2 separate regions of the Xenopus laevis genome follow, and region 2 is linked to region 1. The links are chromatin contacts, called in public Hi-C maps. All regions are on one chromosome and are shown on one strand. Each heading gives the region's core, a stretch centred on a gene start, on an enhancer-like site or on the middle of the called end of the contact. The rest is flanking DNA. Distances are from core to core; before and after follow the strand shown.

The links. Hi-C and Micro-C count contacts between places; a contact is called where the count stands out from the background.
Region 2: a contact with region 1 is called in a Hi-C map of the XL177 cell line, with 2.3 times the contacts expected there. The contact joins the enhancer-like site here to the promoter of LOC108713254 in region 1. A contact is called at or near these places in 2 of 4 Hi-C or Micro-C datasets (the XL177 cell line and the XTC cell line).

Annotation. Positions count from the first base shown.
Region 1 is chr3S:106,547,787-106,551,980 of Xenopus_laevis_v10.1, reverse strand. It overlaps LOC108713254 (interleukin-17B), which reads left to right and starts at 2,620. Exons shown (of 3, transcript XM_041588719.1): 1 at 2,620-2,784. The coding sequence starts at 2,644.
Region 2 is chr3S:106,594,487-106,598,744 of Xenopus_laevis_v10.1, reverse strand. No RefSeq gene overlaps it. Among protein-coding and RNA genes, the nearest start is that of LOC108713254, 47 kb to the right of the region's middle. Within about 2 kb of position 1,479, at least 1 of the 7 cell types and tissues checked has an H3K27ac peak or open chromatin away from gene starts, as enhancers often do.

The sequences.
Region 1 (4,194 bases), core at 1,371-3,870:
CACACGCCACACACGATCCGAAAATCGTACGAATCCTTGATTCGTACGATAGGATCGTGTGTCTATGGCCACCTTAAGAGAGCTCTGAAGCAGGAAAAAAACTCCTGTATCCCGTCCCCTTACATCGTAGACCCACCGCTAAATGTCACTGCCCTGCAGGTGAATAGAAGCCCAGGCACAGCTCCATGTTCCTTTAGTCTTTGATGTATGGCCAGCTTTAGTTATATCTTGAGACACAAAGGGATCTAAGCAACACTGCAAAGGGAAAAGCAACAGAGTTTGACAGTATTAATGAGAATCCATTGTCCATATTCGTTAATACAAGAACGGCCAGGTTTAGGTGGGTAGATATTCAAAAGATGAAAAGATTAGGTTTGTTTAATTCAGTATGAGAGGGCAAATTTATTTTGGATAGATTTCCAAAAGAATTTGAACAATGGGGAAGTTTTGTGAAAGGCAAAGATAGAGGGAGGACAGAGAAGGAGTGGGAAAGTGCTTTGAAATGGCTGTGCTATATTAAATAGATATATAATATGTAGGAGCAAGAATGAGTAGATGGGAGAATTGATGAAGCATTAAGGCTAAAGCCAAAAGGGAGCTGATCTCGACTTGAATAAAAAAGCTGCCCAAGGATCAGACCTTACACTGGTAACTTCTTTCTTCTTCGCCTGCATCCGGAGAAATTTCATCTGCCCAGGTGCAGGCGCTCAAAGCGGATTTTGGCAAAGAAACACAACAGTTTGTTTTTCTTCAGGGCTGATTCTTGACCAGTTTTTTTATGCAAGATGTGATCAGTCCCCATTTGCCATTAGCTTTAAAGAATAAACTACCTATGGAAGCACTGAGCAGACAAAATGTAATATGGACACTGTTAGAGGAGTGCTAGAGTTTAATAGTTCATTTATCAAAGGAAGAACAACAAGTAGGCAGATTCCAGGCTCTCTGCTACGGCTCTCTTTCTTCTTGAAATAAACTTCCCCTAGAAAACAATTACCTTTGGAACCAACCACCTCTAGCATAGCATAAGAGAAGTGCAAGAATAATTCATACACAGAAGTGAGTCTAAATGACAACTTTTGCTTAGAGAGGAGTTGTGAGGGGTCATAAAATGATGTTGCCAGAACACAGGATAGATGGCAAACCTCTCAACATTTTGGAAGCATAAAAAGGGACATAAAGATTTGGCGCGATATGAATTTTTTTGACCATACCATTTTAGCCACACCTCCTAATTACCATCTTCATTTTACAAAATTTGGCACGTTGTGAAATTTGAACATGTCTGTGTTTATTTTGTATTATTACTGTTTTGCTAATGAAAGTGAATTGCCCTTTAAGCTGCAAATCACATTTTCCCCAAGAGACCTGCTTATCTTAAATTGTTACAATTGTTTCGTTGCTTATCTTAAATTGTTACAAAAGTGCACCTACCACGTATTCTGGGCTCTCTGCCAAAAGCCAAATTACGTTTGAGAAACTCTTTATCTTTTTCTGGCTGTTCGGTGCAAGAGATCAAAGAGAAAGTCTGGATATTTCAGTAACAATCCGGGACTGTGGGCTGAGCTGTCAAGATCGGGACTGTCCCTCGACAGTTGGGAGGTATAAGACGGTTCTGATAAATAACAATGCTGTAATATGAACCTTAAAAGGGAACTCCACACAAACATAACTTAAGCTTTTTGAAAAGTAAACATAATTTCAAGCAACTTTGCAATGTACATCATTTAAAGAATATACAGACTTTTCATGATTTTTAATGGTTTCCTAAGCCTAGCCCCCTGCTCTCCTGCTGTCTGACTACTTTGCTGAGCTGCCTGACTACTGTTACTTTGTATCAACAGCCATCTGTCCTCAGCCTGCATCCTCAAAACCTCACAATTCCCTGCACACGTGATTTCAATAAGTAAAGGAACATCACAGAGCAATGCATTGTGGGTTATGTAGTTCCTGCATGCTGTCTGTAAACTGTGGAGAAGTTGTTACAATTTGTAACATCAGTGTTTTAGTCCCTCCTTCCCTGCCAGGTTTTCAAATGATGCAGAAAGAGAACAACTGTTAAACAGCTGGATTTCAGCATAGAAAATGTCATACTTTTTAAAGAAACAGGTAACTGTGATGGGTATATTAGGGGTTTCTGTGTTATTTGGGCCTCTTTGTCAAATTTTGGTTTGGAAGCCGGAGTTCCCCTTTAAAAACCCGCAACAAGGAATACTGAAGGGCCTCTGCACAGACAGAAATGAATAAGGCAGCACAATAACCAGTAAGGGCTGTGCTACAACGGCAGACAAGGGAGGGACAGGGGCTTATCTGTCCCACAAATTCTGGACATGCAGCTGCACGCAGCAGTTCAAGATGATGTGGGATGCCAAAAATATCTGATCCTCCATGCTGTATTCTAAAATCTGATGAGATTCGGATGGTTTCTTGTTCACTTTAAAACAATTCACGCCGGCGCTGCTCAGGCATTGCATTTTATACAGTAGATCTACAGTTCCCCAGTCTCCCCCATTGTTCAGCAACATCTCGAAGGCTAAATTATGACTAAACTATGACTTGCAGGGGAGAAAAATCCACTGCTGGCAGAAGCTTTTATTTTAATTGTGGGAAGGAAAGGGTTGAACTGTTTGGAAACGTTTTAAACTCATGCCTCTCTTGCCAAGCCACTGTATCCGCAAATGCACCTTCAGGGATTCCCAGCTGTCTACCATACAGAGCCTACACATATCTCTTGCCAAATCCTGCAGTCTCAAGCCCTGGGACATTAGCACATTACTGCACTCCAAGGTATGTTAAAGGAGAACTATACCCTAAACATGAATATGGCTATTTTATATACTGAACTTATTGCACCAGCCTAAAGTTTCAGCTTGTCAATAGCAGCAATGATCCAGGACTTCAAACTTGTCACAGGGGGTCACCATCTTGGAAAGTGTCTGTGACACTCACATGCTCAGTGGGCTCTGATCAGCTGTTGAGAAGCTAAGCTTAGGGGTCGTTGCAAATTATCCAGCAGAAAATGAGGTTGGTCTTTAATATAAGATGATGCTACAGGGCTGATTATTAAATTCTGATGCTAATTGCACTGGTTTCTGTGCTGCCATGTAGTAATTATCTGTATTAATTACTAATCAGCCTTATACTGTGACATTTCTATTCTATGTGTACTGTATATTGTGAGTGGGTCCCTAAGCTCAGTAAGTGACAGCAGCACAGAGCATGTGCAGTGAATCAGCAGAAAAGAAGATGGGGAGCTACTGGGGCATCTTTGGAGACACAGATCTTCTCAAAAACCACTGCTGAGTCTCCAAACAAGAGGTAAGGGAGAATGATTTGGCTCCTGGGATCATGGCACAGTTTGCATTGCAAATGCAGTAATGAGTTTTGAAATTAATCATATTAGGCCCAGTGGTGAACATTTTCCCTATGACATTTTCCCTAATGTTGGCTTTCGCTGTTTATTATGGGGACCGGCTGTTCATGGGAGCTCACAGGGTAATGTTATGTTACAAATCCAAAATGGGGTTTGCCAGATAAAGGATTTTTCTAGAATGGGGGGGGCACCATGACACATGACATGACTAATGACACACACAACATTTTAAACACAAGCAGATTCAAGCTGATTTAGGACAGGCAATTTCCCATGCTCCCTTGAGATTATCAGTAACTTCTCATTCCCCATAGTGAATACATTGGCACAACTGTGCTCTCAAGATACAAGAGCTACTGATGCCATCTTGAAAATGCAGCATATTTCCACCAAGTGTGGTAGATAGTCTTTGCAATGCAGTCAAGATTCCTGAAAGGTTAATGTGTTTTTGAGCCAATGCCAAAAAATGCACTTTCCTGCGTTATTTGGGCGCCAATCGAAAATACATGTTTCTTTTTTGGTGGATCCAAATCATTTCATGCGAATGTATTATAGTTACAATCATGCTGCAAAGGAATATTTAAAAATGCAGTGTAATAGCGCCACGTGGGGAATTAGCCTAAGGCACCTAAAGTGTTTAAAAACTAAGGGGTTTAGTAATCAAGGTCTGAATATCCGAACCTCGAATAATTCGTAGTTTTCTAAGCAAAAAAAAAAAAACGATAGATTTTCCCACAGTGTCTGTGCTGATTTCCGTACCGATGATTTCTGCGCAGAAAACTCTGAAAAAAATCATTGTTTTTTTGGGGAAACCTCCTTAGTTT
Region 2 (4,258 bases), core at 230-2,729, 48 kb before region 1:
AGGGATTGTACCAGTATTAGTTAATAGACAAGCCCTCGTGGCTTCTGAATCTCCGGCCATGCTCTTGTACCAGGTGTAAATGTCTAAGAATAGTTAAACAATACAGAAAAAAGTGGTGTATTCCAGCATTTCTGTCATCCAAGATGAGCATCACAAGATAGTCTTCTACCTTAGAAGACGTTTGTCTGAGATCCAGAGAGTGCTGACTTATTGTATACGACAGAGTTAGAATGCATCAGGCATAGAGATCACTATCACACTCTGCAGCTTTGCTCCCAGGCAGCCAAACTTCCAACTAAAAATAACTTTTTTTTCCAAGATCCGGACTCAGGAAAAAATGTCTCTTCCTTTTATGGTCAGAGGCAGATTCCTGAGACTTCAAACAACTCAACCCCCCACCACCACCAGCCCTGCAGCAGTCAGCCAATCAGCTGAGAGCATGTTTTATTTTTCTTTGTGGTTTACATTAGAATTTGAGACCCTTAAGCAAAACCAAGGTGTTATGAAGATACTGTTTCCATTGTAAAAGATGGGCATATTACCCAAGCTCATTCACTTTATGACATTCTTCTCATTGCTCACCCATTATTGGCTTTAATTTCCAGCTTGAAAATGTTCTACTTCAGTAATTATCATTACTTATGAGCCAAGTGAATTATGGAGAAAGAGTATGGACAGCCAAGCGTATACATAGTGGGTAGAATGGTGAAACCTATTGGTTGACAGGTGGCGCAATGGTTAGCCTTGCTGTTTAGCACTGTCAGAGCCCTGGGTTCTGTTCTGAACCTTCTTTATCTAATTGTGTGTGTGTGTCATATGGTAATATCCAGGGCTGGGGCAAGTGGCAACTGCCAATGAAGAAGTGGTAGGGGCCTAGTCTGAGGAGGGCAAAACATTTTGGATAAATGTGGGATGTCCAACTTGCAACCCTCTAGCTGTTTCTGAACGATAACTCCAAGGCTCTCTGGGGATGTTGGAAGTTGCAGCTCAACAAAAGCTGGAGAACAACATCCTTGATTAATACTCTGAAAAATAATCTGTATACAACATTGTATAACTATTTTTTCCCTTGCCAAGGGGCCCTTTTGGTGCTGGGGATTCAGACCAATTTCTCTCTTTGCCCTACAGACCAAAACTGTTGCTCTCCAGTTGTTAATAGGGTACAACTCCCAGTATGCTTTGGCAGGTAAAATGCTCCGAAACTGTGTTATAGGTTAGGCTGTGTGTATATATATTTATTTTCAGCTCAGTATAAAAGCCTAAAGGATTCCCAGGCTGAGTTCTAGCCTGTCACTAAATGGTTGATTGTTGCAGGAAGTGGGGAGCGTGTGAGTTGCTGCTCTGTTTATGTTTAACATTCTTAAAATTGTATGAAAACAACTGGATAGGCATGTGGGGGTCAGGGAGCATGTGAAAGGGACACTCCATTTGTAGTGGAATGAAACCGCCAGTGACATCCCAATGGGACAGTACTAAGGGACTGAGGTTACAGACCAGAGAGTCCTTCAAAGTCTTCTGTGTGGCCCTGGATTGACCGTAGTGCTACGTAGGATAGTAATTGTTTGCAGACAATTGTTTAGCACAAATGTATTCGTGTATTAGCCTCTGTGTTTAGACTGTTTTCTGTAGCTCTTCCTAAATATTATATAGCAGTTCCTACAATCTAAGGTCCTTATAACACGCACTATGGTTAATTTTTTAAGGAACCAAGTAACCTAATAAAACTAATAAGTGCCTAAAATGGCTCTGGGTATTCTGTCCAGGGCAGTAACTGACCTATGCTTGTCATCATTCTCAGCTAATGATCTGCATATAATGTGCCTCAATAAAGAAAATGAATCTGTTAGAAGTGCATTGTCAGCTATATTTGTTGTGTTTTATTCAACCTTTCCTATGATCCCTAGTTGATATACATAAGGAGTCCTCCAATGGGGATTGCGCCTGCCTGAACTCCAAAAATACATTTGATGCCTATTTTCCTATGCTCACAGCCTTCATATTACACCTTGCTTCCCTTTCAGCACCCTGACCGGTACCAGTATTTTTATCCTCACTAACCCACTAGTGTGCAACTCTTTAACTGATGCTTAGTAAAGAAAAGAGAATCATTGCTGCAAGTAGAGGCGCTGGAATATACTTCTCATTGTTTCTCTGCAGCCATAAAGCTGTCTCTGCAGGAATGATTGCATAACTGTTTTTTCCTGATTTTCAGTTCCAGTTGCACAATGGACTCATACTTGGCTTTAGAACCAGGAGATTATGACATGCGTAGGCTTATCCCCAAGATTATCTTCCAAAGTATCTTCTAGGATGTGTGGAAAGCACCTGGGCTATATGTATCACCACGGTGGAAAATTCTATTGAAATCTATTCTTTTACTAATAAGGAAAGGGAGGTCAAGTGTTTAGTCTCCCATCTGTGGCATATTTCCCAGCATGCCCAGCCAGAGGCTGAACGGTTGACTCTCCCAGGTGATGTGCTTTAAAGGAAAACTATACCTCCAAAATGAATACTTAAGCAACAGATAGTTTTCATCATATTAAGTGGCATATTAACGAATCTTACCAAACTGGAATATATATTTAAGTAAATATTTACCCTTTACATCTCTTGCCTTGAGCCACCATTTTGTGATGGTCTGTGTGCTGCATCAGAGATCACCTGACCAGAAATACTGCAGCTCTAACTGTAACAGGAAGAAGTGTGGAAGCAAAAGACACAACTCTGTCTGTTAATTGGCTCATGTGACCTAATATGTTTGGTTTGTCTGTGTGCATCGTGAATCATATGATCCCAGGGGGCGGCCCTTATTTTTTAAAATGGCAATTTTCTATTTATAATTACCCAGCGGGACCTACTACTAAAAAAGGATATTGTTATGAAAATGGTTTATTTACATGAAGCAGGGTTTTACATATGAGCTGTTTTATACAATAAAAAAATAAAACATTTTATAGAGACCTACATTGTTTGGGGGATATAGTTTTCCTTCAAGGGTGCTGTATTTGGCAGACTCTGCTACAGGGACTATTAGAGATCACTCACATATGACAAATACTAATGTATTTGGAACAGAAAGATCTGATGTAGCCAAATACAGAGCTTTTCCATCTTACTGTCTAGTTGATATTCTAGATCCAGTAACATCTGCTGTTATCACTGGAGACTGGATTATCAGTGATGGTAAACCAAGACCTTAAAAGCTACTTAACTGATGTCATCCCCAGAGATTCTCACTTTTTATGGGCAGGGAAAGAACTAGTGAAATCACATAATAAATCTTAATTCTCTTATATGCACCTAATAGACTTTGTGGGATCGTGCCACAGTGATGAAATGTGAGGCTAATGTCACACGTGTCTGCGCAACTTTGCTCATGAAGAATTCAATCCCGTGACTTCATGTCATCAATCATATGCCAAACTGCCAGCTTGTTTCCATTGATTAAAATTGGACAGTTTATATATGGTCATTCTGTCTATGGTTCGATGCCCCCAAAGCTTCTTCAGATGATTTTCTGCAGTTTTATTTGATGTCAGTAGGAGCCACTGCTATTCCAACTCACATTTTGTGCCATTAGTGCATTAGCCTGAATGACTAAAGAGGTGAATTTATCAGAGCAATTAATGGACATTGTGGCAGTGTCTGGTGTATACTTTCCAACTGGGACACTCAGTCTGTACCCTCCCAGCAATACCCACTGCCACTGAGAAGATGTGTTATCTAGTATTCTATATGCTCAATATCCTGAATTTTATAATGCCATTATTGCATTATTTTCTGGGCATTACAGCTGCAATAATAATGCAAATAATTCTTAGTGCTGTTCCATATTGAATGCTTTATATACCAGTGAAAGTGGCTACTGGGGAAACCTTTACTGAGCATTTGTTGTGCTGACTACTTGCTGCTGAACAATTTACTAGCTAGTAACATGATGGACATTAGAGAATTCATCTGGCCAGGGACCTTAAAGGGGACCTGTCACCTTAAGGAATAATTCCAAATCCTATTTTATTATGTTAGTCAAGCTAAATATACTTTACTTAAATAGAGAAATTCTTTAAATCTTGGGGTTTTTTTTAGTCTTGGAATTCATGATCACAGCAAGCTGGCAGGTGCCATTTTGTAGACACTGTTATCAGGGGAAGCTTTGCATCATGCCAAAATCTTGGTTATGTTACAGAAAGGGGAGCCTGATAGCCCTGCCCATGCACTGGCTACAAAATAAGATGGTGAAGAGGGCAGGGGAATGTGA